2 separate regions of the Oryctolagus cuniculus genome follow, and region 1 is linked to region 2. Evidence: chromatin contacts called from public Micro-C data. All regions are on one chromosome and are shown on one strand. Each heading gives the region's core, a stretch centred on a gene start, on an enhancer-like site or on the middle of the called end of the contact. The rest is flanking DNA. Distances are from core to core; before and after follow the strand shown. Region 1 overlaps LOC103349704 (a long non-coding RNA gene). Region 2 overlaps SOX4 (SRY-box transcription factor 4).

Region 1 (2,896 bases), core at 202-2,701, 500 kb before region 2:
CTCTTTGGGCAGAGAGACGAAGCAGGTCAGGAGTAATTGTGCAGCATGAACACAAACACAAACACAAAATGAATGCCGTGGAGGGGCACTGGAAACAAACAACAGTAAACAGTCTAAGTCTCCCAACCAATCAGCTCCTCCCACCGTCTCTGTGGAGGTTCTGGAAGCCCCAGCACCAGAGGCAAGGGAGGTGTGGGGTGGGGAGGATGAACATGGCCTTGAGATCTCCACATCTGCGGTACCCTGAGTTCCCGCAGATTACCTGCTGGGAGGCTTCAAGACAAGGGAAGCTCCTACAAGGTTTAGACCAGGACTAACAACAAACATCAGGACGCCATGGCCATTTCTAAATTCTAACACGGGATCTTTGGGATTTCACCGATTTTATGAAATCTACTTCTTTCTGTTGAAATGTATAAGAGCAAATGAAAATGAGGTGTGGATGCAGAGGCAGGAGACTGGCAGTGCAGTTTTTGGCTGTTTGGGAGAAATGCATTGCACTGACACAGCTTGCAGGACTAGTCTGCATTTAAGTGTTCACAGTTTCATTTAATGAACCTGTCCCCCCACCCCCACCACTCCATTCTGGACAAATTAGTAACTCGGTCTGCAATTATGCAGAATTCAGCAACTCTTAAATACATGGAATCCATCAGTAGGAGATTTACAAACACAGAAAATTCCTTAATCTGTCTGCCCTTGTTTGACCCGGGTTGGCTATCTTGGTTATGACTATCTTCCTCGCTTTGTGGCACACAGCGCAGTTATTCTTGGAGCGATGCAGTCACTGATGCAACCAAGAACCGCTAATTACAAGCTGCTGACATTCTGCTTGTCTCTGCAGCTTTGAAGTTCTGTTTTTTCTCTTAGGGGCTTGCAGTCATTCTCTTTCCCCTCACCACCACCACACCCCCATCTCTTACTCTCTCCTCTTGCCTTCTTTTCACTGTAGCTTCAGCCTTTCTGGACTGGTACGAGGACTGTCTGGAGAAAGGGGTAAATATGCTCAGATTCTTTCCCTTGCTGCCTCTCCGTTCCCTGCCTTCTCTCCCTGCACACGCACACACAGCTCTACAGTTTGGAAGTACAGTAACAAGATCCTCAGGCGGCCCCACCCTCAGGAATGCATCAACAGCTGGCCAAACATAATCCAGCACACAGAGCTGCCTTTGTAGAATGGGTAACAAACAGTGCAAGGGCCAGACAGGCGGCCCAGGAGGGCTCCCCATGACAACTGGGAAAGTGCCTCACCCTGGGATTTGAGCCGATTCCTCCACACTGGCACTGGCGCTGCAGCACCGAGCTCACCCCTCTGAAATCTCCAGCAAGCCTCAAGTGCTCCCGCCCCGCCTCAGCAGAGGTGCTCGCCTCGCCACAGCAGCAAGTCAGCTGCCAGCTTGCTCCACAGTGACCACGACCATCCTATGCTCACCGCACGCCCCCCTCAAAATGCAACACAGCGGACTCCCAAGTTGCATCATAATAGCATGCGCGCCTGTACCTAACCATTAGCTGTGAGGCACCAGGACCACCTCTCCTCCTTAGAAGAGGATTTTTAAAAAATCATAGGCTGCTCCTGGCGTTCTAAAACATGTAAATAGATCACTGTATTCATCTCCACCGAGCAGTTAGCATCTGAAGCCTGTGGTAGCCAGCTGGTCTCAAAGTCATCTGGGATACATTTATTTTGATTAAATTGATCAGATTTCTATTTACAGGATAGAATTTTTCACCATACTGAATACAGCTGTGTTTACAGGGATTTCTAGAAGAAGAAGAAAACAAAACCCTGCAATCAGGGCTAGCGACGCACAGAGCACTCGGAACTTCAAGGAGTTAAAACTGACGGGCTTGCTTTCACATGAAGGAGAAAATTCTGCGTGCAGCTGCTTTGGCCATGCTTTCTGGCTAGTCAGGAAGTGGGTGTTGAACTGGAGCTGAACACACAAGCTGCAATCAAGTCCGATCCAGCAACGCGACAGACTTCCTGTGTAAAATGGTCAGAAATCTTTTTTCCTCCATGTCTCTACACGCATGCACAGGCATTTAAATCCATGTTGCAAGGTTGCTATTTCCTCTGGGGACACTGGTGCAGCCACCTAGCCCATCAGTTTCTTCCTTGACAGCCCCGGGGACGTCCAGACTGCAATTTACAGTTCCTCCATCCATGTACCGGGGTATAAATTATGCCATCCTCCCTAGGATGAGAACACGCAGCGAAGTGGCAGAAAATCGCCCAGCACTCGGCCTCTCTTCCTTTTCACGCGCGCCCTCACTCTGCATTTCTCCAACTCTGCCTTGTCAGACAGACACATCAGATACCTGGTTTATCCATCTTCAGCTCCATTCTCGGGTAAAATGCCACCGTATCCCAGCCTGGGTTGTTCCCCCAGACCGGTCCCCCGGAGCGGCCGAGCTGGGTGCGCGCGGCAGCCCTGCGGCGTGTCGGTGGGCACTGGATGTGTAGTATTCCTAACTCTCCCTTCCCCGGTCCTTTGCGTCCTCTCTAGCCGTCCCACCCTGGGTCTTCTGCAGCTTCACCCTGTCCTCAGGTCCCCTCATCCAGCTGCGAGGAGACCCTGGCCGGAGCCTGGCCAGCAGGTCCTCCTTGCACGCAATGCCGTAGATGCACACGGTCCGGGCTGGGGCGCAGCTTGGCGAAGCCCGGGCAGGAGACGGCAGAAGCAGCTCAGGTAACCCAGGAAAGCTTGGCGTGCCCACGGCGATGCAGCCCTGGAGCTGTGAAGAAAGACGGTCTGGCTTCAGAATTAAAAAAAAAGAAAAAAGAAAAAGAAAAAAAAAAAAAAAACACAAAACAGCGCAGCTCTGCGCCTGCGGGGGTGGAAAAAACAGACACAAACCATAAAAAAAAAACAAGGGTTAAAATCAAATTTCA
Region 2 (2,763 bases), core at 139-2,638:
GGCCCTGCGCACTGTTTTGCTCCTTTTTCCTTTTTTTTTTTTCTTCAAACATTTTTTTGTTTTCGTTTTCTCTGTTTCCCTTTTCTGTTTCGGCTCTTCATCCGTTCCGTTTCTCCTTTTTTTTTTTCTCTCTCTCTCTCTCTTTCTCTCCTTTCTCCTCTCTCGCTTCTCCCCGGGCCCCCTCCTCTCCCCGGCCCGCGCGCCCCTCTCAGTAGGTGAAGACCAGGTTGGAGATGCTGGACTCGAGCCAGTCTCCCGAGATCATCTCGCTCACCTCGGGCGTGCAGTAGTCCGGGAACTCGAAGTGCGAGCCGGAGCCCGGCTCGAAGTTAAAATCCAGGTCCCGGTCGAGCGCCGACGACGAGCTGAAGCTGCCCAGGGACATGCTCTCAAAGTTTGAGCTGGGGTGCAGGTCGAGCAGGTCGTCCTCGAACTCGTCGTCGGAAGACGAGGAGCCCGAGGAGGAGGAGGCGGACGACGACGACGACGACGACGCGTGCGAGGGCGCGCTGGACGGGGCGGGCGAGGCGGCGCGCAGGCTGGCGTAGCCGCGGTGGTCAGCGGGCGAGCGGCCGGCGGCCGGCGACGACGCGGCGCTGCTGCGGCCGCTCAGGCTCGGCGCGTCGGGCGAGCAGCCCGGGCCGCCCTCCTCGTACAGGCCCAGCGGGTCGCTGGGGTCTGCGCCCGCGCCCACGCCGCCCACGGGGGACGCCGTGGCGCCCAGGCCGCCGAACAGGTAGACGCGCTTCACCTTCTTCTCAGCCAGGGGCTTGGCGGGCGCCGCCAGGGTGGCCGAGGCCGCGGCCGCCGCGGAGGCCGAGGCCGAGGCGCCGGGAGTCCGCGCCTTGTACAGCGCGTGGTGATGGTGGTGGTCAGCGGCGGCGGCGGCGCCCAGGGGCAGCAGGGCAGCGGCCCCCGCCTGCTCGGCCGCGAAGGAGGCGGCGGCGGCGGCGGCGGCCGCAGCTTTCCCGCCACCGCCGCTGCCGCCGCCGCCGCCCGCCAGGACGAGCTTGGCGTGCGGCTTGCTGGCCCCGCCGCCCGTGCCGCCGGCCACTTTGGAGCCGCAGCTCTTCTTCTGCGCCGGTTTGGAGTTGGCGCCGCCGCCGCCGCTCGCGCCGCCGCCTCCTCCCCCCGCGTTGCCGCTGCCGCCGCCGCCGCCGCCGCCGCCGCCGCCGCCCCCGCCGCTGCCACCGACCTTGTCTCCCTTCTCCCCGGGCTTGGAGGCGGCGGCGGCGGCGGCGGCCGAGGAGCTGGCGTTGGCGTTGCCGGACTTCACCTTCTTCCTGGGCCGGTACTTGTAGTCGGGGTAGTCAGCCATGTGCTTGAGGCGCAGCCGCTCCGCCTCCCGAATGAAAGGGATCTTGTCGCTGTCTTTGAGCAGCTTCCAGCGTTTGCCCAGCCGCTTGGAGATCTCGGCGTTGTGCATGTCGGGCGACTGCTCCATGATCTTGCGCCGCTCGATCTGCGACCACACCATGAAGGCGTTCATGGGCCGCTTGATGTGCCCGCTCGGCGTCTTGCACCAACTCGGGTCGTCGGCCTTGCCGCCCGTGGAGGCGGTGGAGCCGGGCGTGGGCGACGAGGCGATGGCCAGCTCGAGGCCGGCGCCCGAGTCCGAGCTCTCGCCGGCCAGCAGCGCTTCCGTGTTCTCGGCGTTGTTGGTTTGCTGCACCATGGCCCCGGCTCCGCGGGCGCCCACGCGCGCTCACACCCTCGCGGCGGCCCGGGGCGCGATCGCCGGGCGCTGCCGGCTGCCCGGGGCCGAGCACACGCCGAGCCGAGGGTCGCGCGCCGCGGCCGAGCGGGCCCCTCCACTCCGCGCCGGGGCGGAGGTGGGCGAGGAGAGAAAAGTCCGCAAAAAGATGCGGGGACGGAGAACTCCGCCTGTCGCGCAGGAGTTGTAGCTTCCAGGCTGGAGAGGCTCGCTCGCTCGCTCTCTCCTCTCTCTCTCTCTCTCTCCCCTCTCTGAGTCTCTCTCACCGACCGCGCCGCAGTTTGCTGTCTGTCGGCTCAGAGTCTGGAGACCGTGCTAAAAGTGGAGACGGAGTTTCGCGAATGCTGATTGCTGAGGCTTCCAAGTTTCTCGTCGCCTCCCAGGCAAGTCTCTCTAAAAAAAAAAAAAAAAAAATTTTTTTTTCTTCTTCCCCTGAAGCAGTTGCTTCCAGTTCAGGAGCGCTCTCGGTAGCTCACGAAAGAGACATAGTCTGTATCACTTAGTCCCTTTCTTGCAATGCAAAGCAAAAAAAAAAAAAAAAAAAAAAAAAAAAGACTCTGGTCCAGGACTCTCTGTGGGCGGAATCGGCACTAAGGAGTTGGTGCAATTATTTTGTTGCAAGGTAGGAAGCCAAAAAGCCTGCATGCAACAGACTGGCATGAATAAATGTATGTTTTCCCCTCCCTCTGCAAGAAGGGAGCTGGTAATGGCAGAGTTCCTCCAGTGCAGACTAGAGCGTGCAAGAACTAGAGACCCGGGAGCGAAACAGGCCTCTTCCCCTCACACACAGTTTCTCTTGCTGCAGCTTAGAGCAGACCCCAATTCCGCCTCGCGCCTCTTTATCCTTTCACAGTCCTGGCCGCAGCCAATCAGCCGCTGTAACTAACGCTTCTCGTGCCAAGCCCCGCCCGCGAGCCTCCCATTGGCTTGGAACCCGATGCAATAATAATCCCCGCGTGCAATGAGAAGCTCCACATCTGACCTCATTCCAATTTACAGAGCAAACTTTTTAAAAGGGCTAGGAGTGCAGCTGAGATTTCTGCTGCCTC

What was found. Hi-C and Micro-C count contacts between places; a contact is called where the count stands out from the background.
Region 1: a contact with region 2 is called in a Micro-C map of ear pinna, with 6 times the contacts expected there. The contact joins two enhancer-like sites. A contact is called at or near these places in 4 of 6 Hi-C or Micro-C datasets (ear pinna, embryonic fibroblasts, psoas muscle and 1 more).

Annotation. Positions count from the first base shown.
Region 1 is chr5:149,494,621-149,497,516 of mOryCun1.1, reverse strand. It overlaps LOC103349704 (a long non-coding RNA gene), which reads right to left. Exons shown (of 9, transcript XR_011388775.1): 9 at 1-2,739. Among named protein-coding and RNA genes, the nearest start is that of PRL, 160 kb to the left of the region's middle. Within about 2 kb of position 1,451, at least 3 of the 8 cell types and tissues checked have an H3K27ac peak or open chromatin away from gene starts, as enhancers often do. A contact at or near this core is called in ear pinna, where this site is marked.
Region 2 is chr5:148,991,141-148,993,903 of mOryCun1.1, reverse strand. It overlaps SOX4 (SRY-box transcription factor 4), which reads right to left. Exons shown (of 1, transcript XM_051854997.2): 1 at 1-2,763. The coding sequence starts at 1,675. The coding sequence ends at 209. Among named protein-coding and RNA genes, the nearest start is that of SOX4, 4.2 kb to the right of the region's middle. Within about 2 kb of position 1,388, at least 7 of the 8 cell types and tissues checked have an H3K27ac peak or open chromatin away from gene starts, as enhancers often do. A contact at or near this core is called in ear pinna, where this site is marked.